Regions from separate parts of the Zea mays genome. Here regions 1, 3, 4 and 5 are each linked to region 2. The links are chromatin contacts, called in public Hi-C maps. All regions are on one chromosome and are shown on one strand. The core of a region is the stretch at or near the end of the contact, and the rest is flanking DNA. Distances in the headings are between cores, read along the strand shown. Region 1 holds the start of LOC103653690. Region 2 holds the start of LOC100383563 (Glycerophosphodiester phosphodiesterase GDPDL3). Region 3 holds the start of LOC100191612 (60S ribosomal protein L6-like). Region 4 has its middle 87 kb from the start of LOC100191612. Region 5 overlaps LOC103653689 (pentatricopeptide repeat-containing protein At5g65560).

Region 1 (5,316 bases), core at 1,817-4,316, 440 kb after region 2:
GCTCAACATCATGTTAGTTCAAACATAATGTGTTGTGCATCTAATCACCAAAACAATATGGAAATGGCCCAAGGGCACATTTCTCTTTTAGTTTCATCTTATAGGTTGTTGATCAAGAAGAAATATAAAAAAGAAAAATCACAAAAAATTGTCAAAAAGAATAAAAAACAACAGTTAGACATAGGCAGCCGGAGGGGCACCATTAAAGTGTGGTTTGTGATATTTTTGCCCTGGTCCTTGTTTGTTACTATCCCTTCATATTTGTTATCTTAATTGATCCCTCATACAATTATACTAATATTATATTGAGGTCATTAATTAGGACAAAGTCACAGTTAATCACCATGACTAGTCATGGTTAATCTTGATTAGTCCTAACTAGATTGATTTATTGGTGACATGGTGTCTAGGCTCAATTAGACTATTTAACGACATTGTGTTAGTAGATGGCGATGTCATTTCTCTATCTCACCATTGAAACAAGGACTAAAAGCTATCTCACCCCATTTTTATTCTAGCTCCTAAGATCAGTCTGAATATAAATTTCAATAAGATTTTTAGCATTTAATAAGCTATTACATAAATACTTTTGATGATGTAACTATGTTTTTTTAATAAAGAGAAGAAGAAGTACATTTAATAGGGATTAAACTATTTTGGGATGACTATTAACTTTTTATAAGTCATAAAATGAAATATCCATAAAATTATAGAATATTTTCTATTAAAAATAGATTCTTTATCTATACTTTAAATATAGATAAAAATCAACCGAACTGTTTGTGTTTATTGTGCTTTTCCCGTCATCCTACCATGGTTCACCAAACTGGTTAAACTTCAAAAATCGGCCATCACTGCTAACCGGTTTACCATGATTAATCAATGAAAACCAGTACAAACATGCCAAATTAGAATCTAAACCAAATTTGAAATTTGCTCAATTTATAGTCGATAAATCGACCAATTCAATCGATTAATCGGTCCCTAAATCGATAAACTGGTTGTAGACAAAGGGAAATTGACCCCTTTTGTCAAATAAAGTCCATTATGATTACAAAAATTCAACAAAAATGGTCCATATCTTATCACAAGTCCAATCACAATATTTAGAAGTGCAAATACATTAATGCCACAATTTCATAGTTCATGAATAGCATCAAAGATACAATACACCCTCCGGTGAACATCATGCCCACGGGTAAGCATTCCATTGATCATATGTCACATTATACCCTTCCGATGAGAATAATATAATACCTTGCTCACACATCAACATTCCTTTGTACTCCGTCCAAGTCTGTCTGGTCCACGCAGAAGTCGTACTCCATGAGTCCATTAATATTTAGTACTCAGGCTCCTCCCATTGATACACCCACCTCATGGGTTACTGAGTCACTTCACCAATTGGATAATTGATATAGGGAAGAAGGGGTGAAGATGAACCTTGTCTATCACTACCAGACTCGGGGGTCCAATAGGCTTACCAATGAAATGGACGTCATTCCTTACTGCCTTCGAAAACGAGGCCTTATCAATCCTTGGTCGGACCATGCGTGGTTTCTCCTTCCTAAAAGGTGTTCTTCCAAACATGCCATGAACACCCCCATGGGAGGAGCCATCACCCTCTCATACGTGCCACTACTCGCGCAAGCATGCCTCCTAAGTTCCTCCTCATCTCTTAAAGCATGTAATGCGACCTGCAACTCAACATCGTCATCATTGAGGTGAACCCGCCAATGCTAACTTTCATACCTCCTCCAGTATTCTTGCTTTCCCTTCTATATTGTCCCTTGTCAAGCTCCCGTCGAAAGTAATTGCAAACGTCCGACGGAACGTTGCGACAACCTTGCACATTTCGTCCACGTGATGTAAGGTATTGTCTAAAACGAGTAGCACCGCCCTCCTTCCATTGTTCCTTACAATACTTGCACTTGAATACAAGATATGTTATTCCAATGCTCCTAAACTGGATCGATCCGATCCAGCATCCCTGAAAATATCAGTAATATGAGCTATTATTGCAAGCACTGTTGGTCATTATTGCAAATAGCAGTAAGTAACCGTGATAATTTATAAGATTTGAAGTGAAAAAGGGGAAATCCCCAAACCTTAACTACTACACCGGCCAGCTTATCAGCTACTGGGGGAGTAATTAATTGGCTTCAAGGAGTGGCTAATCGACGCAAACACACGATTAGCCGACTTAAACCGGCGGATGGGCTTAGCGGGAACCAACTGTGACAACTAATGGCTAGCTAGGGATACCAGATGATTGGGAGAACAGAGCGATTTACCAGTAGACGGGGGGGGGCTTACCCGTGCGGCAGAGCAGCGGACGATCTGAGTGGTTTCGTGGTCGTAGCCATCGGCTAGCTAGCACGTCGTTGTAGAACGAGCGACTCTAATGGTGGATAGGGCGCTTGCGTGGCACACACAGAGAGCAGGAGGACGAAAGGAAGTGAGTGGATGCGTTGACTAGATAAGGCTGAGTCCAACAGCTCGCCCTGCTCGCGTAAAGCGTCGCAGATACGCGTTTTAGAGGGTTGCGAAGCACTGTAGATCCATCTAGCGGATCACGAACGGATCACGAACGCGGCCATGAAAAAGGACGTTGCCTCTCTCTTCCCTACATCTGCATACCCTCTCTAATCTCCCCTTGTTTTTCGCGAGCTACTGGACGTGCTTTTCTTCTCGCAACACGCAATCGCCTCTGGCACACCCGTGTTCTCGCTCACGAGCGGCTAGCCTCATCATAATAGGGTAATATATTTGCTTATTGGACCATAGAATAGATCAGGCTAAATAGTGTTTTTTTCTTTTTTTCCCTTTTTTCTAACTTCTTTGATTTTTAGTTTGAATTCAGTTATGTGTTTTTAAATTAATTTTAATGGAAAGTCATTAAATAATCTATATTATTTATAAGAAAATTGGCATCAAAAGTTTAGAAATCTCCAAAATTTAAACTCGTAAATCAGCGATACAACGTTACCAGCCGGCCTTGATAATCGATTAACCGGTTAGCCGAATTGATCCATGATTTGGTGAACTAGCGTCCCACTCGGCAAAGGGGAGAAAAAAAGGAACTTAGAAAAAAAATAACATAAAAATAAAAGAAAAGGTAAAGTAAAGAAGAAAGGGGCAAAATGGGAAACCATCAAGTTCCACAAAATCACATCTGCTTCGACTCCACCGCCGCCTCCTTCCTTCTTTCCTCGCCGCCACCCGCGCCGTGAGAGCACCGAGCCGTCCGCGATCACGCTGCGCTCTCCTACAGGCAACGGAGCCGGAGCCGGAGCCCCAGTTGCAGCTGGCTCCGCTGAATTCGGGGCTCGCCGAATACCGCCTCCAGTCGTCTGCGTCCGGGTGCAACTGAATCCGGTACCACCCTGTGCCGCTTGGCATGACACTCCGAGAGGAGGGTTGAGGGACTCAACAGGTCCGAAAATTTAGAGACGAGTGTCGGTGATTATGAATGCATCTTTAGTCGATCGATTCCCTTGAAAAAGGAAAAGGCCTAGGTTGATTCCTTTATCAGAGTCTATACTTTACTTGCTGTCATGGGTGTTGACATTGGGTAATGAGCCTGAATGGGACCCGAAATCACTATTAACCTCAATGGGGCACCTAAATCCGCAGACCCTTGGGGAGGCTGTCTTGAAGGTTTATGAAACGTTGCTGTGACCTTTCCCATTTCTTGGACGTACGGTTGGAGAAATTGATAGATTGCCATGTTTTTAGCTTTCATGGTTCTTCTTCCACAGCGAGATGAATCTACATTCTTCCTGCGCATTCGTTAACGCCATATGATTTAGTTTCCTTCACTTCAGAATCTTATTAGGTCCTTATGGTTATTATAGTAGAAGCTATTTTTTTCCTCCACCAATATGGTTGTTGTGGTGCATTTATGCAGGTTAAGGTACCGTCTTTGTAGACTTGGCTGGAGAAATTGGTTGTTTCTATGATGAAGACTAAGACGAGTAGGAGCTTACAGAAGTCTGGGAGAGGTAATCAGGTCCAAGGAGAAGGGCCAAACTGGGTTCTTGTTGCTGGGGGTTTTTTGCTTAGCGCGCTTTCAGTCAAGATTGGGTGCAAACTAAAGCAGTGGTTCAATGGGAAGCAGCAAAATAATACTTCCAAAGGTATTATGTCATATCATGCCCCTATCTGCAGTTGCAATCTTGACTTGTCTCTGCATTATTTGTATGCTTGCTGCTTACTGTGCAAAATTGCAGCTAAAAGAAGACCTGAAGCATGCGAGCTGCACTCAGACCTCTACCGGTTCAGTGACCAAACTGGCTGTTGCTACTCTGTTTCAGGTGCTTTATCTGTAACTTTTGTTCTGTTCATATGTCACTGAATTTAGTGCTAGAATACATATCTAGCATGTTTGGGGGCTAACCTGCACTATTGGTTGTTTCTTGCTTCTTGGTGGACCTTTTAATCTGTAGGGCTTGGAATGTTTTTTAGCATGTTTTTAAAATACATACAATTTTAAAATACATGTTTTTAGACCTGTGCTATGTATTTGGCTGTGTGTTGAATGTATACAAAAAGCTCTTAGTTGCTGTCCTCTAACCTTGAATTTATTTGACGGATTTTTTATAGTTTGTTTCATTAATGTGATAGGGGGGCCTATGTAGCAAAGATATGGATATACAGATACATTTTAGTTTATATTTTTTAAAAATAATAATGAATTAATGATGATATGGTCCAACAATGGTACCCTGATGTTGATGGAGCTTTGAGAAGCTGCAATGGCAGTACCTGTTGCTGCCATTTCTGGATTAGAAAAGTTAAGCAAACGGATACTAGATCTGAAAGAGAAAGAAATAAATCCTAGCAAAATTGACTATGGGAGAAAAAGGGAATACAGGAGAGGGAACAGATTCGTTGCTAGTCACTGTTACTATGCGGCCTATGCACCCTGATGAGCTACTGGGGCCGTTGCGCAGCACTGTGTCATGTGGGCGGGCATACAGGCCCGTGTATCGCTGGCTCGCTGCTACCTCACTGCTGCCTTGCTGCCATCAGGTTCGAGGTTGTGGCCTCATGGAATTGTGTGTGTGTGCCATCTGCCAAATGCATGTTGCGGTGTGGTGAACTGGAGGTTATGGCAAGGCAGGGGATGTGTGCAAGAGGAATGAAGTGTGCTGGATAGTATTTGAAGCAGGCCAACACATATGTGTCTCTTCTTTTATATGTAGCTGCTGTGTATATGTACTGATACCGTGATACGTTACGGAATATGTACCTCGTCTGCTGTCTGCACGTTATGGGAGTGGGGGGGGGGGGGGGGGTTGTGGGTGGGAGGTC
Region 2 (4,941 bases), core at 747-3,246:
GGTGTAACAGGCCAGATATAGCTTTTGGGAACAAGTATTCCAGAGGCAAAAGTCTTGACAAATGTCAGATTTTTCAGCATTGAGCCATATGTCTGGTTTGTTGATGGCTCAATAGAGCGTTCGTCGAGAAATCGGAACACAAGCTTTGTCTTCTTGCTAACTCTTCCAGATATACTGGTGAGGAAGTTCACTTCAGGCGATGAGATGTAATCGACAATGAATTGTTTCGATAAGGACAGGATATAGCTTCTCATGCTAAGCTTAAACTGGCTGTAGAAACTGTCGTGCTGCAGTTTGAAAAGAAAAGAAATGTTCTGGTGAGAGGCAAATCACCAAATTTGTAGTTCAAAGCTGGTTACAGTTTTATCCCTACCTGGACATTTAACCAAACAGCAGGTGCCTTATATAAGGTGAAAATATTTTCAACAGGATTTATTTGGAACAAACCATCATATGCAGGGGTACGAGATAGGACCGATTGCTTCACTGCAAATATGAAAATGGGTTAATGAAGCATGACATCTGCATTTACTAAGCGGTATGAGATTCAATGCAAAGACATCTGAACATAGTTCTTTCATCACAGTTCAAAAGATCAAAATGCTCAAGACGATAGGGAAGCACAATTTGTAACTGCACTTACAAGATACGTTTTGCAGCAGAACAGTGCTTGTATAGTCTACGGAGAACCAGCCCGCTGTAGATACACCATTAACCTTGTAGGTCTTCTTCCCTTGTGGGAAAACACTGGCTATTATTGTGCAGTTATCCATGTTTATGCTCGGTAGGCAGATACCAGCACCATCCTTCGTCAGCCGAACATCACACCACACGGTGGTGTCAGGGGAACTAGATATGCCAACAAACTGATAAGCATAGTCACTGGAATCGGGAAATAGTCCGGAGAACCCGCCCTTAGCAACGACTGCTGGAGCCTTGCCTGGAAATATGAGACGATTGGTACTGTTAGGGTCATGAAGATGGACAAAAGTACTGGAACAACCCTAAGTGCTACGGCAGAAACTACAAAACCAAAATTACCTTACCGGACGGACATAAAACTCGTAAGCACGCATGACCATCTGAAATTATCGTCTCTTATTACCGGGGTTAACTCAAAACACCGCCCGAATTAACATCCATCGAACTGATCCACTCCCATCCCGTTCTCAAAATAGCAATACGCCCATATGGGTCATACGCAGCCCATGAACAGTAGACACCAGCAGCTAATGGTTTACTGAGTGTTCCTCACCAAGAAAGTGATATTGCATAGGCTTGCACTTGGAGGCACGGTGATGTAAACAGGAAACGAACATGAAAGATGTTGCTATTCAATCCCAACCAAAATTGCCACTTAGCTAGAAAGGCTACCGTGCATTTTTTTTGCTGGAGATGCTAAAAGGTATCATGGCTGGCCCCAAACTTCCAATCAGAAATCTAGTCTCCCAAACAGTGCTAAAAACCAGCAAAGCTCTATTTTGCTGCAGAAGCCCTAAAAAACTATTTTGCTGCAGAAAAACAGAAACAGAGCGCCCCACCCAAAAAAAGAAATAAATGCGCAGCCAGTTCACACTCATCCTGAAGATCCAGGCCAAGCTGTAGAACAAAACAAAAATTGCAATTTACAGGCAAGAGGGCTGATCTTTAAGCGAAGAGTGGCAGCAAATCGACCAGATCAGACCACATACACAATTAGTGCGGGAACCTTGGAAGAAACGAAGTGAGAAGGCAGCGAATCCAAAGCTTACCGCTCAGGGTCTTCCAGGTAGAGCCATTCTGGGCGACGGCGGAGCCGACCGAGAGCAGCAGCAGGAGGAGCAGGTGAGTTGAACCAAGAAGGGAGCAGGCGCGGCTGCTCCTCCCCATTGCGGGCATCCGCCACCTACGCGACCACCGGCGGACGCAGCTCGAGGAACTGGGGCTCCAAGAACGACCCCTGGAAGGGGGAGCAGAGGAAGAGGTGGCCACGACGAGGAGACGAGACAGGGAGGAGGGGGGCAATGCGCATCCGGCGGCCGCGTTGGCGTTGGATTTTTAAGACCCAGCGAGAGAGAGACAAAAGCACCGGGTGGCGGGGCGATACTGCTGCTGCTGAGCTGTGTCTGTGTGTGATACAAGAGGAAGTGGCATCAGGGTCAGGGGAGGGGGAAGGTGGTCTGCGTGTGAGATGCCCCCGAATGGGTCTAGTTTCCAACCTTTGCAAAGGAAAGAGAAATGATTAGTTTCAACTATTCTCCTTTTCTTCGTTGAAAATGTACCTTCTCCATTCTTTTTTATTTACTTCGATTGACGTTTTCCCGATGACGTGGTGATGTGCGCGAGGTAAGAGGCCTGGTTGAAGGTAAGATGATGTTGAGATTAAGGATGCGTTTGATTTAGCTTTTTGAACTAGATTCATTTAAAAAATATATAGAATAAAACATCATAATATGTTTTCATTTAGTTCAGTTCAAAATAACGGTTCATCCTAGATTTTTAATATTTTTTGTCGTTCATATTACCAAACTATCAAGGTTTTACGGAATTTATAGTTGACAATAAAATCTATAGTTAACGGTTATCAATACTCTTACAGAATCTATACTTGACAATAGAACTTATAGTTGGCAGTTGTTTGAACCAAGCATATATTTTAGTTGTTCCACAAAATCATGGGCTTGTAGCAGCTTCCTCTCGACTCACATTTAGAATCATTTGACCCAACAAGGCTTTAAAATACAAGTGTTGCTTCACGTAGGACTCTAACTCATTATAGTCAGATATGGCTAGGGTCATCAAATGGCTCATAACTCATTATAGTCCAGAATAAAAGACAACAACAACCGTAGATTAAGGTTGGCCGTACCCAACCAATCCATACGGGTGGATCGCACTGCCCGTTGTACAGTAAATTGCTGAGATTAAAATACGATTTCAAGATGGATGTAGTAGAACTTTGTCTAGATCAAGACCGTGTTTTAAGCAAGGGGAAATACTTTTTACCGAATTTTTTTACGTTCGTGAAGAAATGAATGTGAGAGCAAGCAACGAGAATTTTTATATGGCTATTGTGGATGGTCGCCTGTGGCGGTGGTGTAGCCGTGTATGTGCCCGTAACATGTGCAGGGTCCCCAGCCTTGATTGGCTGCTCCGCATCTCTGTCACCTGGCGTGCTCGACCAAGTGGAGCCGCGCATCGTGTCCTTTCTCGGTCCGCGAATCCGCCATGCAATGCACCAAGGAATAGGATACGGTGGTGCTGGTGCGGATGCTGACTCGGCCGGCGATCGGCGTGCTTGCACCGGAGCCGGGGGAGCAGCCCCCCCTGCTGTTGTGTCCGCGACTCTCGCGCATCGGCGCAGCAGCTCATCGGTGCGTGACCACGGTTTTAACTAGTCTAATCACGGTGTCTAGATTAATCACTTCTCCGCGTGCTGTCTCGGAACCCGGTCGTCCTACAAGCAGTGGCTGCGTTGAGCGGCGCCGTCACGTTGCTCCGGCCGGCTGCATATTCTACCTGCTGGCCTGGGCGCTTGGCGTCCCCCGCGTAGAGAGGGCTAGGAGCCAGCCAGCGAAGCAGGTCGCCGGCCGGCCGCGTCACATCCGTGTGCGCCCCCACCCACGTCAGTACATGACAAACAAGGAGTGCGACAGTCGGAGTGCGTCCTAGTTCCGGGCCTTTCGGGTTAATTTTGCCACAGGCCTTCTGTAGTTCTGTAAGGGCAGATCAGGGTGACCGTTCAAAGATAGCCAGAAGCCTAACTATGGATTGCAGCCCCTAACGCCGTAACGCGGGCCACCAGAGTTTTGGAATGGAATATGGCACGTACCATGCAGGTTAACGTCCGTATGTTCGCTCAACCACCTTCTACATTTTCTATATTATTTTATCTATATTAATTACAGCTTTAATCTATAGTGTAAGGGTGTGTTTGGTTTGACTTTTGCTCTCTAAAAATCAAAAGTCAAACCAAAGTGTTGAATCCAGTAAGCAGCTTTTTTCTAAAAGCTAACTTTCTCGTATTGGAAAACTAAAAGCACCTATAGACCTATTTTTAGTGACTTTCGGATGTAACTATGAAAACATATATCAAATAACTTTTAATGGCTTTTAGTGGTTTCCATCAAACGGTTTTTAGCTTTTTAACAGCTTACATATCACAAAAAAAAATTCACAGCTCACAATCACAGCAGCTTTTTTCACAAATACAGCCCAACCAAATAGACTCTAAGAAACAAATAAATTATTTCTTCATTAAGACACACTTTTGGCTCGGTTCTCTAGTCCCAAAATTTATATTGAACAAGATATAATGTCTACATGCATTTTAGTTGTACATATGTGTTGTAACCGTGTTTTTTTTATAAAGTTTAGGGAAAACAAGAGAGCACAATCTCGATTTAGGCCGAAAAGCATATGACTCTAAATTTACCGTTGCGGGTTTAGAATGTCTGTGAAACTTTATGGGGGCACAGCTATGGCCAGTCTTAGCACAAGGATGTGATGTGACCGTGGCGCCAGTACCGTGTAGGCTTTAGAAGGGCAGCGTCATGTCTTCCCCGTGAAGATCTCCTAATGCGTCATGTTACTAGTTTTTTTGGCCGAGACGGTTAGACGGTTGTAATGGCTACTTTCATTCTACTCTCTCCATTCTGCATTATCTAAATCTCAGGTGTTGTTTGATTCACATATTTATAATGTATCGGGTAATTGCTAACATTAAATTATGTTTATTTATGTCCAACCATAGTCAGATACCACGATAAAAAGTGATATTGGTTTATTCAAACTTATTATCGTTCATACTTCAGCGTGAATCATTATCATTACCATTTACGTTATATTTTATACCATTTAAGTTATATTTTATGAATCAAACGACACCTCAATTGCTCAAACTCCAACCATGTCTATGGAGAAAATGCGAGACATCTACTACGTCATATTAGTTTCATCGAA
Region 3 (4,938 bases), core at 854-3,353, 390 kb before region 2:
ACTAGCAATCTTAGCAACATTAGAATGACATGAACATCTACATCCCTACATCTATTTAAAATAGAGACATGCTTGAGGGATGAAGATGCATGTCACTCATTCAACTTCACTAATATCATTCAATTCTTCATTAGCAATTTTAAGATACGAAATGAAAGAGTGACAATCATCAAACTCTTTAGTCAAATTTTTATTCTTTTCAAGTTCAAGAGCAAGGGCCTTTTCTACACTAACAAATTTATAATATTCCACATAAATGAGATCTTGTTTTTCTAAAAGTCTATCCTTCTCATTTAGGGAATCAATTAATTCATTAATTTTATCAACCTTAAAGCTATCAAGGCCCTTAAACAACATGCTATAATCTTCCTCATCACCACTAGATTCTTCATCACTAGAGAAAATATACTTTGGCATTGATCTAGGATATACCTTTTTCTCCTTTGCCATCAAGCATGTATGTCGTTCGTTGGGGAAGAGTGATGACTTGTCGAAGGCAATGGTGGCGAGTCCTTCGTTGTCGGAGGAGTTGCAGCTTGAGTCCCACTCCTTTCCAATATGCGCCTCACCCTTCTTTTTCTTGTAGAACTTCTTCTTTTCCATCTTCTCCCTTCTTTGCCTTTTCCTAGTCATCACTTTCATAATCTAGACATTTAGCAATAAAATGACCAATCTTACCACATTTGAAGCATGCACGTTTCCCCTTTGACTTGTTGTTATTGTAGCTCTTGTGCCCCTTTAATGCGCTCTTGAAGCGCTTTATGATGGCCATATCCTCATCGTTGAGGCCGGCTGCCTCAACTTGAGCCACCTTGTTGAGGATCGCCTCCCTATCATTCATTTCTTTGAAAGCAATGACTTGCGATTCATTGGAGGGGTGTCCCCATTGGCGATGTCGTCGGTGTACTTGGCATCTTTAACCACCATTTGATGGCTAACAAATTTTCCAAACACCTCCTCGGGCACCATCTTAGTGTACCTGGGGTTCTCACGGATTAAAGAAATAAGAGTAGGATCTTTAACATTAAATGACCTCAACATGAGTCCACCAACTTCATGATCCATCCATCTCTTCCTTCCTTAGTTCTGCACTTGGTTCACTAGGGGCTTGAGCATGTTGTACATTTCTTGTGGCCCTTCGCCCTTCTTCATGGCAAACCTCCCAAGTTCACCCTCGAAGAGCTCCATCTTGGTTACTTTGGTAATCAAGTTTCCTTCATGCAAGATCTTCAATGTATCCCAGATTTCTTTGGCATTCTCCAAGCCATTTACCTTGTTGTATTCTTCTCTGCATAGAGAAGCTAGCAAAACAGTGGTAGCCTGGGAATTTCTATGAATTAATTATTCTACTTCTATATCATCAAAAATCTCATCATCAATATCTGGTATTTGCATTCCATTTTCTACCATATCCCAAATGCTAGGATGGAGAGAAAAAAAGATGACTACACATTTTATGGCTCCACCAAGAATAATCCTCTCCATCAAAACGAGGAGGTTTGCCAAGAGGAATAGAAAGCAATTGGACATTCGAGTTGTGAGAAATACAAGAATAGTTAAATGGAGTGCAGTTGAATTTAGATTTAACCTTTTTTTTGTTCTTGACGTCCGGAGGTGGTTTCCTCGCACGAAGGAGATGACAATGTAGAAGAGTCTATCTGGTTGGCGAGTCAGAGGCCAGAAGGATAACTTGCTCGATATCGTCTATGGTGATACGAGTCTTATCTTAGGTTAGTTGCGTATGAAAGAGATAAGACCTTTAGGGCTGTTAGCTTATGACATGTTGGAGAAAAATAGAACTACATGTTTTGCGTGTAACATAGGATACATGAAACTTTCGTGCTTTAAAGAATGATTTAAAGGGTAGAGATAGAGATAGAGAAGGAACGCGTTGTATTAATTTTATAGTTGAAGAAGAAACAATTAAACTTTTGTGATAGTTGATGAAGACAAAATAGTTTTTTTGAACGGAAAATATTTCGTGAGGTGCATGGGCCTCAACAATTAGGCCCACTACTACACGCGGAGGAGCCCGACGACCTAGGGTTTCCACCTGTAAGCCGCCGCACAGATATATATGCCGTGACCAAACCGTCGCTTCCATTTTTCGCCCGCCGCCCCCAGTCCCGATCCGAAGCTGTGCCTCGTACCATTTCGATCCAATGGCGCCGACGTCGAAGCTGTCGACGGGCATCAAGCGCGCTTCGCGGTCGCACGCGTACCATCGCCGTGGGCTGTGGGCCATCAAGGCCAAGAACGGCGGCGCCTTCCCCAAGGCCGACAAGGCCGCCGCCGCCGTGGAACCCAAGTTCTACCCTGCCGACGACGTCAAGCCCCGCGTTCCCAGCACCCGCAAGCCTAAGCCTACCAAGCTCAGGTGCCCAAGCCATTCCTTCAAGTCGCAGCCCGCGTGGTGTTCGTATTTATTTTGCTTGGAGATTTGATTCCACTTGCCATTCTTTTGTGCAGGTCGAGCATCACGCCTGGGACGGTGCTGATCCTCCTCGCAGGGCGCTTCATGGGGAAGAGAGTGGTGTTTCTCAAGCAGCTCAAGTCCGGCCTGCTCCTTATCTCTGGTGAGCCACGCTTGGTTCGCTGCCTCTGATCACAGCATAAGTTTTGAGTTGAAAGATAGATGTAAATGTTTACGCGCTGGTTGGCTCAATCTGTGAACTATATTATTTGTAGAGTCTGGTGTGACGACGTGTGATTGTCTTGCAACTGCACATTATAGTTGAGTTTTTAAAGAATCCGAATTCAGTCTGGACTATGGGACCTGCATGCGTGATATAAGGGCATCCAGGTTTTGGTGACAAGGGAATTGGAGGGGAGGAAATTTCATGCTATTCAAAATTGAATAGCAAGGGATTTCCTCCCCCTCCAATTCCCTTGTCACCAAACCAGTCCTTATACATTGCAGACGAGGTCCAAAGAAGGGTCTTGGCCCAGAAAGTTTATAACCTTACCTAAGACCTGGCTTCAGCAAATAAATATTTGTGAGGAAGGTAGAGTCTCGGCCACCAGAATGCGAGAGCTGAGAGAGAAACGGATGATGATTTCTGTGTTTTTTTATTTGCTGGAGCCCTACCCTCAAGGCTCATAGTAGCATCATACGCAACAGCTCTTGACCTTATAGTGCATTTGCGCCCTCATACACACGTGATGCCTAAGCATTGGTTCTTTGATGGCACTGTCACATGGTTAAAAAATAGACTGTTGGACTATCTGCATTTTCATGTCTTTGACTTGCTGGAAACAACTTTCTTATATAGTTTAAATACTGTAAATGAAGACTACTATTGTTTGGATTTATAAAATTACTTTTAGTTGAAGTTACAAGGGTAGGCCTGTTGCAGTGGTGGGAGCTGTCTTATTAAAATCATAGGTCACGGGTTCAAAGCAGCCTCCGTGCATTTGCAGTGGTAAGGCTTGCTTCTGTTTATCCCTTCCTCAACTCCACTCATGTGGGCCTCTGGCACTGGGTCTGCCCTTTACTTTTAGTTAAAGTTGTTAGAATGCTTCTGTTCACCGTTACAACCTTACCCTCCTGCCTGTCTAGCTGCATGGCTCTCTCTTCATGCATTCAAAAGAGTTGTATTTTTTCCTATCCTGTTCTACTTGATATTCTTTTCCTGTCATTAGTTTGCGTTTCTGTTATCTTTCAGGGCCTTTCAAGATCAATGGAGTACCGATCCGCCGTGTGAACCAGACCTATGTCATTGCTACATCAACCAAAGTTGACATCTCTGGTGTTGATGTCGCCAAGTTTGATGACAAGTACTTTGCCAGGGAGAAGAAGCAGAAGGTGAAGAAGACCGAGGGCGAACTTTTTGAGACAGAAAAGGAGGTAGGTGTCTGAGTAAAAAAGATCCATTATTTTGTCGACCCTTGCTTCATATCTGTTGAATCTGCAGGCATCCAAGTCACTGCCTGACTTCAAGAAGGATGACCAGAAGGCTGTGGATTCTGCTCTGATCAAGGCTATTGAGGCTGTTCCGGAGCTGAAAACCTATCTTGGCGCCCGGTTCTCTCTCAGGGATGGTGACAAGCCCCATGAGATGGTCTTCTAAGCTCTTAGTTTTGGAGTTCGGAGGAAGCTGTTTTGTCTGTGTTCTTGTACTTCTGAGTTTTGTACCAGTAGCGAATGTTTCATTGTGGTTGAAGTCTTCCTGCCAAATATTATAAGATCTAAGAAAGTTCTATCCGTGTTGGTGGTTCAGCATTGCACTATCTGCATTTGGTTCCTTAGGTAGTCCATGGTATCTTGAGGTCCCATTTTGTTTGAATTGCTGACTGTCCGGTGTTTTTGCTGTTGGTTTGGAATAAACTTGGCATGTCGCTTGCCAAAACTGGAATAAACTTGACATGCATCGTACAAATGAGTCAATAGCATGGAACGGCTAGTTCCTGAACTAGCAGAGGGGACGTGCATTGAATATGCCTTATGCAGGAGGTAAATGTGCATGCAATAGTTAAAAGAGAACCTTTATCTGTTTGAATTTGATAATCATGAAATTAGAGACCTCATTATAGCATAGGGTGTAGCAAGTGTGCGTTTATGCTTGTTACTCTAGTGATTGATATCAACTCGTTGGAAAGAGGGCAATCCGGAGTTTGACAACCACTCGTTGGATATTGTGGACTCATGGTGTAAAAACAGTTGCAATTGATTCATTCTAAGGATGGCAATTTGATCAGCGGATTTGGTTATCCATCGAATACTCAACCCGACAGAGCTGGATATGGATACTGGATACATGATTTGATCTAGGTTAGACTCGAATTCGACCCAAGTCGGCGAACACATATTAGGAGATTACCTTCCACCCACGGGTTATTCGTTGGATATCCAAAATTGACCTATAGTGTATTTTTTTTGGCCTAACCTGTAACACCCCAGGTGTTACCCAAGGCCCTGGCTCAATACATGCACTTGTG
Region 4 (4,762 bases), core at 877-3,376, 300 kb before region 2:
GTAATTCCAGCAGCATTATTATTTGATTCTGGAGCTATGCATTTGTTTATTTCTGCTCGATTTGCAACCACCAATGAATTACCACTACAAAATATGAAAACGCTTATGCTAGTAATTACACCTAAGGGACCTATTGAAGCAAACTATATGACACACAGATTAACACTAACAATTATGGGAAGGGAATTCTGGTCTACACCCATAGTATTAGAAGAAAGCAATATAGATCTGATTCTCAGGATGTCCTAGTTGAGGAAAGCAAAGGCAGTTACACACTGTGATAAGGGAACCGTAGAACTCACCAGTTCCAAGGGAGAACGATTTGAAGTAGAGATTACCATAACCACCTATACCAGACCTGCCATATTTTAGTAGATGGAGAATTCGTGGGTAGAAACATCCGAGTTGTTAGAGACTTTCCAGATGTATTTTTCCGAAGAGTTACCCGAAGTGCCACCAGATAGGGAAGTTGAGTTCGTCATTGATCTCTTACCTGGTACTGCCCCATTTCAAAAAGGCCATATATGATGTCAGTGGAAGAGTTAAAAGAACTTAAGAAACAATTAACGGAGTTATAGGAAGCAGGGTACATTCGTCCGACTTCCTCACCATGGGGAGCATCGGTACTGTTTGTACAGAAGAAGGATGGTTCACAACGGATGTGTGTGGACTATAGATCACTTAATGATGTCACCATTAAGAACAAGTACCCATTACCTCGTATCGATAACTTATTTGATCAGATGAGAGGTGCTAGGGTGTTTTCCAAGATTGACCTCAGGTCGGGCTACCATCAAATGAAGATTAGGCCATCTGATATTCCCAAGACGGCTTTCTCTACCCGATATGGTCTATATGAATTCACAGTCATGTCGTTTGGTTTAACCAATCCACTGTAATACCCAACTTTGGGATATAAAAGAGAAGAATAATCCTCATGTGTAATGTCATTTCATTTATGAGAACATTAGGAAACCTAATTAGATTGAATAATTTCTCAATAAAATATGCACCATGTGGAATTTATGTGCTGTTGCATCTATAAATCATAAGTATAACATTAATGAAGTTATGTGAGTGCCAAACTTGGAATTTAGATCAAACTTATTACTTAGGAAATAAGAAGAAAATAAATGAGATGAAGGATATGGGAAGTACTAAATAAATATATATAAATAAAAATACTATTTCATACTGATAAATTGTTTATTCTGAGCACTTAACCTTTATGATGGATCCACAACTCAAGTTTGAAATTCAAATAGTAGAATTTGAATACATAGAAAGGAAATTGGAATAGAATATAAAAAGGAAACTGTGTAAATGGGTCGGCCGCCACCATTCTAACCCAACCAGCCGATCCCGGCCCACGAGCGCCCAAGAGTACTTGACCACAGCTGATACACCCGCGTGCCACTGTCAACTGTGCCCCACTCGTCGGCCTCTTCGGACGTATACCGGTCTCCTCTTTTGTGACGATGCCAGGTGGGCCTGGTGCGCCAGGTCGTCCGCTAACAGCATCGCCGAACTCCGCACAGACGCCTGCAACCAATTCGACCGAAATTGGCAGACCTCGACCTCCATAATCCAGGGTGCATCGACTGCAGCGCTTGGACCTCGCCATTACATGACCACCACCTCTTCCCCCTCGCCTCGTCGTAGTGATCAGAGCACTTGAAACACAGAGAATCGTGGGAGAGAGAAGGGAGAATGCGGCCGTGCTTGGTTCGTCGTAGAGTACCGAATCCTGCTGTCGATTAGAGCCAGGAAGTAGTCAGGGAGGATCGTGCGGTCGTTGGCAGGACATCTTCTTCCATGAATGGGCCTCGATTGCTCGCGAATTGCTCGCCGTGGCGGAAATTCTTCGCCGAGCCGCCAAGCTCCGTGGTCGGACACGACACCGTCTCGGATTACCCTAAGTAAGCGCCTATTACGTTCGTCTCATTCTCCTCTATGTTTGGTCCTACCGAATCGATGTTTAGGGCAGAATCGTGTAAGGTCAAACTGCGCGGCTATGGCGCCGCCGTGCCGGAGCTGGCGCGCCGCCGCTGCCAGGGGTCTGGTGAGGATGGTCACGCCTGGGCCATTGATGCGAGATGGGCGGCTGGGATTAGATTCCCCATACCGTTTTGGCCAAATCGCTGTGTAGCGTCCGATCTACATCTGATGGACGCAAACTGATCTCATTCACCTAATAGCTGATACCGTCGATCGGCCGATCAACGGTCCTTGTTAGAAGCGATAACCACACGTGTTATTAAATCGGGTCCGTCAATCTCGGATCCGATGGTCGACAGAGCGCGCCGGCTTATAATGTTTTTGATCAAAGCCTGGCCATCGGCTTATAATCCAACGACCGAGAATTAGAGATACCCCTTCGCTGCGCGTTTTTTGCAGAAAAGCCCTCCTGGTTTTAGAAAACCGACCCGCAGTCCGTCCTAGGGTTAACCTGAGTCTGGGGAAAACTTTTGGTTCAACCCCCGTAGTTCTCTATATTTAGTTCCCGGCCTAGAGAACAAAGAAATTGGATAAATACCTATAGAAATTGATTTTTGGTACACAAATAAATCAATAGACTTGTGAAATTCATATTTAATCCATCATAGCTCCAAATTAATTCATTCTAGTGGCATTTATTTTGTAATAATATTGTCTATCAACTAGTAGCTCTGTTTAATCATGAAACTTGAATTAAAATTATGCACTTGAATTATTCCATTCTAGGTACTAAATAACTTTGGAAATTCATAACTAAATAACTGTAACTCCGAATTTAGTGGTTCTTGTTCCTATGATCTCGTTACGCAGCGTAGAATATTATTATGCATTCTGTTCTGTTGTTTGGTATGATGTTAATTTGTGCTATAACATGTGTGTTTGTATTGTTGCGAGTAGACGAGCCAGCCACTGAAAATCTGGGGGTTCAGCAGGACGAGACTGCTGAGCAGTAGCTCATTGAAGGCAAGTTGTGTCCTTGATCACTTCTTTTTACCCAGTCATATTCTTATTAATCATAATGATCTGCATAGGTTAATTTTGATGGGATCCTTTAGGTTACCCTAGTTTGATTATCTTTGTACCTTGAATCCACTGAACTTTTTGGGTAGTACTTGCTATTGCTTTATGTGGTTTTGGGTATGGAGATACATTATTCATGATTACACTTTTATTATCAGTTTATTATTAATGTTCATGTTAAGGTCATTATGTTAATGGGAACATGGAGCGACCACCCGGGAAAACAGTGCTACCACAAGGATAGTATGGGATGCCCTTGGCTGATTAACTAGGAAAGCTAGTGGATGACTACCTTACCCGATAGGGGCAAGGGCAGTAGGGGAGTGGTAAGTGTAGGGAGGTCCTTGGGTTGATTTTTGCTGCGATGACGTTCAGGCGAGGGATCCCTGCACTGGAGCTTCCTATAAACTGTAACGGGTTTTCTAAAGCTAGTGTTACCCTGCCTCGCCTCCTCGGTAGAGGTGTATGGGATTCTCCGTCTCTTGGTAGATGGGTAACATGACTTGTGGGTAAAGATGTGCAACCTCTATAGAGTGTAAAACTGGTATACTAGTCGTGCTCACGGTCATGAGCAGCTCGGACCCTCACATGATTAATCTATGGAATTAAAATTCAATTTGTCATTTGCATCACATTGGGATTATTTTATTATTACTTTTATTTATTATTACTATGGTTTGGTATTCACTTACACTTAGTAACTGCTAATAAAATTTTGACCAACTTATAAAAGCAATGCTTAGCTACAACCTTTATTTTGTTGATCAGCCTTACACTTCACATGAACTCCCACCTTTTGGTGAGTTCATGCACATTATTCCCCACAACTTGTTGAGCGATGAACATATGTGAGCTCACCCTTGCTATCTCACACCCCCCACAGGAGAAGAATAGGTGGTTCAAGAGGAGCCGCCCAACGAGGAGTTCGACTTAATCTAGGTGGCGTCTCCCAGTCAACTTTGTGGCGCTAGGGAAATAAGATTTAGTTCATTTTATATTTATCATTTATTTTGTAAGACTTCCGCTATGTAATAAGTACATTTATGATATTTATGACATTTATCTCTATGCACTATGTTATTATGTGTGTTGTTCTTCCTTGGCGCACATATGGGATGCACCTGGCTTTATCCCTTAAATCCGGGTGTGACAGAAGTGGTATCAGAGGAAATGTTGACTGTAGGACGAAACCTAGATAGAAATGGACAAAACCCTTACCTACTTACCTTACTCTGATTCTTTCTATACTTTTCTTGATCCTGTCTCACCTTCTACTGTTCTACTCTAATTATTCTTACCTTTTCTATTCTAAGACAAGGAGGATTTCACACTTTGGAATCCTACATCCATCACCCTCTAAAGGGATAGAAGACCCAAGACAAAAATTAAAAAAAATATTTTCTCTTTTTAAAATGTTGGTTGATTGTTCTGATGATAATGTCTGATTTGCTTCTTTGATTGAATGAAATAGAATAGCTGGGCATCTTATCATGTACCACCAGAAGGTAATATATTATCTTTAGTAGGTGACACACTTAGCTAATAAATCCCCCAAAGTAACATGCCTCGTAATTACCTGCCTTGTCTACAATCCTTTCTTTCTTACCATATGTTTCTAACTCAGATGGTCAATACCAGGAAGGGTGGTGGAATTGATCTATCCCCAATCAATACAGTCGGAGGATATATAAACAACCACAACAACAAGAAGAGATGAATCCTCCCAATCCTCCACCAGCCGGAG
Region 5 (4,845 bases), core at 1,892-4,391, 320 kb after region 2:
TTCAATGTGAGACTAAGCATAGAAATATACTTGAAAGCACATTAGTCTTAGCCTTGGTACAAGAAGAATAAGAAATATGCATTTGTACCAAATGAAAGAGACATGATCAAAGGTATATACATGAGCTATGTGTGCAATGTTTCAATCAAAGTTCTGAGAATCAAGTATATTTAGCTCATTCCTTAGTTTGCTAAAAATCTTCTCATCTAGTGGCTTGGTAAAGATATCGGCTAATTGGTTGTGGGTGCTAACATAAGCAATTTCGATATCCCCCTTTTGTTGGTGATCTCTCAAAAAGTGATACCGGATGTCTATGTGTTTAGTGCGGCTGTGTTCAACGAGATTATCCGCCATGCGGATTGCACTCTCATTATCACATAGGGGAGGGACTTTGCTAAATTTGTAGCCATAGTCCCTAAGTGTTTGCCTCATCCAAAGTAATTGCGCACAACAATGACCTCCAACAATGTACTCGACTTCAGTAGTGGAAAGAGCTACTGAATTTTGTTTCTTTGAAGCCCAAGACACCAGAGATCTTCCCAGAAACTGACAAGTCCTTGATGTGCGCTTTCTATCAATTTTACATCCGGCATAATCGGCATCGGAATACCCAATTAGATCAAAGGTAGATCCCTTGGGGTACCAAAGCCCAAACTTAGGAGTGTAAACTAAATATCTCATGATTCTTTTCACGGCCCTAAGGTGAACTTCCTTAGGATTTGCCTGGAACCTTGCACACATGCATACTGAAAGAATAATATCCGGTCGAGATGCACATAAGTAGAGTAAAGAACCTATCATTGATTAGTATACCTTTTGATCCACGAACTTACCTCCTGTGTCGAGGTCGAGATGCCCATTGGTTCCCATGGGTGTCTTGATGGGTTTGCCATTATTAATTCCAAACTTCTTAAGTATGTCTTGAATGTACTTAGTTTGGCTGATGAAGGTTCCCTCTTGGAGTTGCTTGATTTGAAATCCAAGGAAATACTTCAACTCCCCCATCATTGACATCTCGAATTTCTGTATCATGATCCTACTAAACTCTTCACAAGTTGACTTGTTAGTAGACCCAAATATAATATCATCAACATAAATTTGGCATATAAACAAGTCTTTTGCAACAGTTTTAGTGAAGAGAGTAGGATCGGCCTTTCCGACTTGGAAGCCATTAGTGATAAGGAAGTCTCTTAGGCATTCATACCATGCTCTTGGGGCTTGCTTAAGCCCATAAAGCGCCTTTGAGAGCTTATACACATGGTTAGGGTACTCACTATCTTCAAAGTCGGGAGGTTGCTCAACATAGACCTCTTCCTTGATAGGGCCATTGAGGAAGGCACTTTTCACATCCATTTGATAAAGCTTAAAGCCATGGTAAGTAGCATAGGCAAGTAATATACGAATTGACTCAAGCCTAGCTAAGGGTGCATAAGTTTCATCAAAATCCAAACCTTTGACTTGTTAGTAACCTTTTGCAACAAGTCGGGCTTTGTTCCTTGTCACCACACCATGCTCATCTTGCTTGTTGCGGAATACCATTTGGTACCTACAACATTTTGGTTAGGACGCGGAACTAAATACCATACCTCATTCCTCGTGAAGTTGTTAAGCTCCTCTTGCATTGCCACCACCTAGTCCGGATCTCTTAATGCATCCTCTATCCTGTATGGCTCAATAGAAGACACAAAAGTGTAATGTTCACATAAATGAGCAACTCGAGATCTAGTGGTTACCCCTTATGAATATCACTGAGTATGGAGTTGACGGGGTGATCTGTTTGAATTGCTTGGTGGACTCTTAGGTGTGGCGATCTTTGATCCTGAATCTCTTGTTCATCTTCCTTGTCTTCATTATCATCTTCATCTCCCCCTTGATCAATGTCTTGATCTTCATCCTCTTCTTCTTCAGCCTTATTCTCATCTGGAGTTGATGGAGATGCTTGCATGGAAGATGATGGTTGATCTTGTGCTTGTGTGGGCTCCTCGGATTCTTTTGGACACACGTCACCAATGGACATGTTCCTTAGTGCGATGCACGAAGCCTCTTCATCATCTAATTCGTCAAGATCAACTTGCTCCACTTGGGAGCCATTAGTCTCATCAAACACAATGTCACAAGAAACTTCAACTAATCTCGTGGATTTGCTGAAGACTCTATATGCCCTTGTGTTTGAGTCATAACCTTGTAAAAAGCCTTCTATTGCTTTAGGAGCAAATTTAGAACTTCTACCTCTCTTAATAAGAATAAAGCATTTGCTCTCAAAGACTCTAAAATAAGAAACATTGAGCTTTTTACCAGTAAGGAGTTCATACGATGTCTTCTTGAGGATTCTGTGAAGGTATAATCCGTTGATGGAGTAGCAGGCTGTGTTAATCGCCTCCGCCCAAAACTAGTCCGGTGTCTTGCAGATCTCACACCATAGAGACTTTGAGCAGTCCCTAGCGTGGTGACCCTCTTTCCCACAGATCTGGTAGAAAAATCTCCTCCCAAAATCACGATCTACCACTGGTGAAGGGATCATAGCATTAGGGTTACCTTGCACCATCATCTCTCTAGTTGATGATGAGCCTGCGAAATCGCCTTTGGGGTCAATCCTCCTTGGAGGTGGCTTCAAGCGCCAGCTCAAATTCCTATTCCTTCCTCAATGCTGCTGCTCTTGGGTATTCTCCTTGTTATTGCCTCTCTCCCATTTATGAGTGCACCCTTTCGCCTCCATCTTTTCGGACGTCAGCGATGATCGAGCACCATTAGATCTGAGATGAGGCCACTCCTCACACCCTGAGGGAGGGCGACGTTGAACCCACTGCCAGCCTCCGTGGAAACTAGCACGTGCAGAAGAAGAAATCGTCCAGAGCGAGAAGAAAGCGACGAGGTGAGGGAGAGCTAACCTGCCAATTAGGTCAAGCGACTCCACCCTCGTGTGGACACAAAACCTGCCGGAGCTCCGCCGAGGTCCAACGACATCGACAACACCACCACACGCTTTGGCTGGAGAACCTTGGACTTCATATTTGTTCGTGAGAAATTTGTAATTTTGAGACTCTCAATTTTGGCTTCGTATCGAGGGCTAGGAAGTCCAGTCGAACTGCACGTCTGCACATGAGATCCCCAACAATTGTGACGGCGCCGTGCCGGCGTCGCTAATTCTCGACGTGCAAACGAATCCCCCCGGTGGCCCGGTCGTCATCGTCACCGCCGCTTCCACCACCAGCTCATCCATCTCCGGCATTCCCCGCAACGTCTCCACCCCCCCCATGGCATCCCCTCCGCCCTCTCCATCTCCCGCCGCGCTCATCGCGCATCTCGCCGCTGTGCTCTCCTCCCCGGACTGGCGCTTCCACCCCTCGCTCCCGCAACTCCCTGCCCTCCTCGCGCCGTCCCTACCCCGCACACTCCTCGTCCCGTTGCCGCTCCGCCTCGCGGCCGCAGTCGCCCGCGCCGCCGCGCCGTCCCGCCACCTCCTCGACATCTCACTCCCGGTCGTGCTCCGCCTCCACGCCCTCTCCCCGCCGCCGCTCCGTCCATTCTTCGACCGTCCCTTCCGCTCCCTCCTCACCCACTTCTCCCGCTACGCGCTGACGCCGCTCATGCTCCGGCTGTTCGCCCACATGTACCGCCACGCCCCGCCTGCACCCACGGGTGCTACCTACAATGCACTCATCCGTGCCCTCTGCCGCCGCGCCGATCTCCGCCACGCCCAACGGTACCTCAGCCTCATGGTCCGCTCCGGTTGGCGCCCCGACGCTTTCACGTTCAACTCTTTGATATTGGGTTACTGTCGCACGCAGCAGCTGGAAGTGGCCCATGACTTGTTCTGCAAAATGCCGTTCAGAGGATTCTCACAAGATGCGGTTTCTTACGCTGCTCTGATCGAAGGATTTTGTGAGGCAGGCAGGATCGATGAGGCACTGGAGTTGTTCAGGGAAATGACGCAACCAGACATGTACACACACGCGGCCTTGGTAAAGGGGCTGTGTGATGCCGGAAGAGGAGAGGAGGGTCTATGTATGCTGCAGAAGATGAAGGAGCTGGGATGGAGGCCAACCACTCGTGCATATGCAGCACTGGTCGATTTATGGTGTAGGGAGCAGAAGGCTGAAGAGGCTGAGAAAATACTGAATGAGATGTTTGACAGTGGGTTGATGCCTTGTGTTGTAACATGCACAATTGTCGTGAATGCCTACTGCAGGGAGGGGAGGATGAGTGGTGCAGTGAGGGTGTTTGAATCCATGAGGTTTAAAGGGTGTGAACCAAATGTCTGGACATACAATGCAATTGTGCAAGGTTTCTGTAATGCTGGGAAAGTGTACAAAGCAATGGCTTTGTTGGACCAGATGAGAGAATGTGGAGTAGAGCCAGATGTTGTGACATACAATTTGTTGATTCGAGGCCAGTGCATTGATGGTCATATAGGAAGCGCTTTCAGATTACTCCGTTTGATGGAAGGAAATGGTTTAGCTGCTGATCAGTACACTTACAATGTGTTGATTGATGCTCTGTGTAAGACTGGGAAAGTTGATGAAGCTTGCTCTCTTTTTGATGGCCTAGAATATAGAGGCATAAGACCTAATTCTGTGACATTCAATACGGTGATAAATGGGTTATGCAAGGCTGGTAAATTCGATGTTGCGTGCACATTTTTGGAAAATATGATTTCAGCTGGTTATGCACCAGATACCTATACATATAGCCCATTCATTGAAAATCTATGCAAGACGAAGGGATCACAAGAAGGATTATTCTTTATAGATGAGATGCTACAAAAAGATGTCAAGCCTTCAACGGTGAATTATACAATTGTAATCAACAGACTTTTCAACGAGAGGAACTATGGGTTAGCCACAA

The links. Hi-C and Micro-C count contacts between places; a contact is called where the count stands out from the background.
Region 1: a contact with region 2 is called in a Hi-C map of ear, with 2.5 times the contacts expected there. The contact joins the promoter of LOC103653690 here to the promoter of LOC100383563 in region 2. A contact is called at or near these places in 4 of 25 Hi-C or Micro-C datasets (ear, endosperm, leaf and 1 more).
Region 3: a contact with region 2 is called in a Hi-C map of leaf, with 3 times the contacts expected there. The contact joins the promoter of LOC100191612 here to the promoter of LOC100383563 in region 2. A contact is called at or near these places in 4 of 25 Hi-C or Micro-C datasets (ear, leaf and tassel).
Region 4: a Hi-C map of bundle sheath shows a contact between it and region 2, with 3 times the contacts expected there. The contact joins the enhancer-like site here to the promoter of LOC100383563 in region 2. A contact is called at or near these places in 3 of 25 Hi-C or Micro-C datasets (bundle sheath, ear and leaf).
Region 5: a Hi-C map of ear shows a contact between it and region 2, with 2.4 times the contacts expected there. The contact joins the enhancer-like site here to the promoter of LOC100383563 in region 2. A contact is called at or near these places in 3 of 25 Hi-C or Micro-C datasets (ear, leaf and tassel).

The regions. Positions count from the first base shown.
Region 1 is chr4:132,349,212-132,354,527 of Zm-B73-REFERENCE-NAM-5.0, reverse strand. LOC103653690 reads left to right here and starts at 3,066. Exons shown (of 4, transcript XM_020552603.3): 1 at 3,066-3,378; 2 at 3,911-4,139; 3 at 4,233-4,316. The coding sequence starts at 3,959.
Region 2 is chr4:132,788,356-132,793,296 of Zm-B73-REFERENCE-NAM-5.0, reverse strand. It overlaps LOC100383563 (Glycerophosphodiester phosphodiesterase GDPDL3), which reads right to left and starts at 1,996. Exons shown (of 9, transcript NM_001176211.1): 1 at 1,752-1,996; 2 at 644-940; 3 at 374-486; 4 at 1-287. The coding sequence starts at 1,878.
Region 3 is chr4:133,177,516-133,182,453 of Zm-B73-REFERENCE-NAM-5.0, reverse strand. It overlaps LOC100191612 (60S ribosomal protein L6-like), which reads left to right and starts at 2,103. Exons shown (of 4, transcript NM_001137041.1): 1 at 2,103-2,377; 2 at 2,470-2,576; 3 at 3,666-3,847; 4 at 3,915-4,204. The coding sequence starts at 2,163. The coding sequence ends at 4,070.
Region 4 is chr4:133,090,900-133,095,661 of Zm-B73-REFERENCE-NAM-5.0, reverse strand. No RefSeq gene overlaps it. Among protein-coding and RNA genes, the nearest start is that of LOC100191612, 87 kb to the left of the region's middle. Within about 2 kb of position 2,126, at least 16 of the 20 cell types and tissues checked have an H3K27ac peak or open chromatin away from gene starts, as enhancers often do. A contact at or near this core is called in bundle sheath, ear and leaf, where this site is marked.
Region 5 is chr4:132,466,772-132,471,616 of Zm-B73-REFERENCE-NAM-5.0, reverse strand. It overlaps LOC103653689 (pentatricopeptide repeat-containing protein At5g65560), which reads left to right. Exons shown (of 6, transcript XM_008680517.2): 3 at 3,072-4,845. Among protein-coding and RNA genes, the nearest start is that of LOC103653689, 16 kb to the left of the region's middle. Within about 2 kb of position 3,141, at least 8 of the 20 cell types and tissues checked have an H3K27ac peak or open chromatin away from gene starts, as enhancers often do. A contact at or near this core is called in ear, where this site is marked.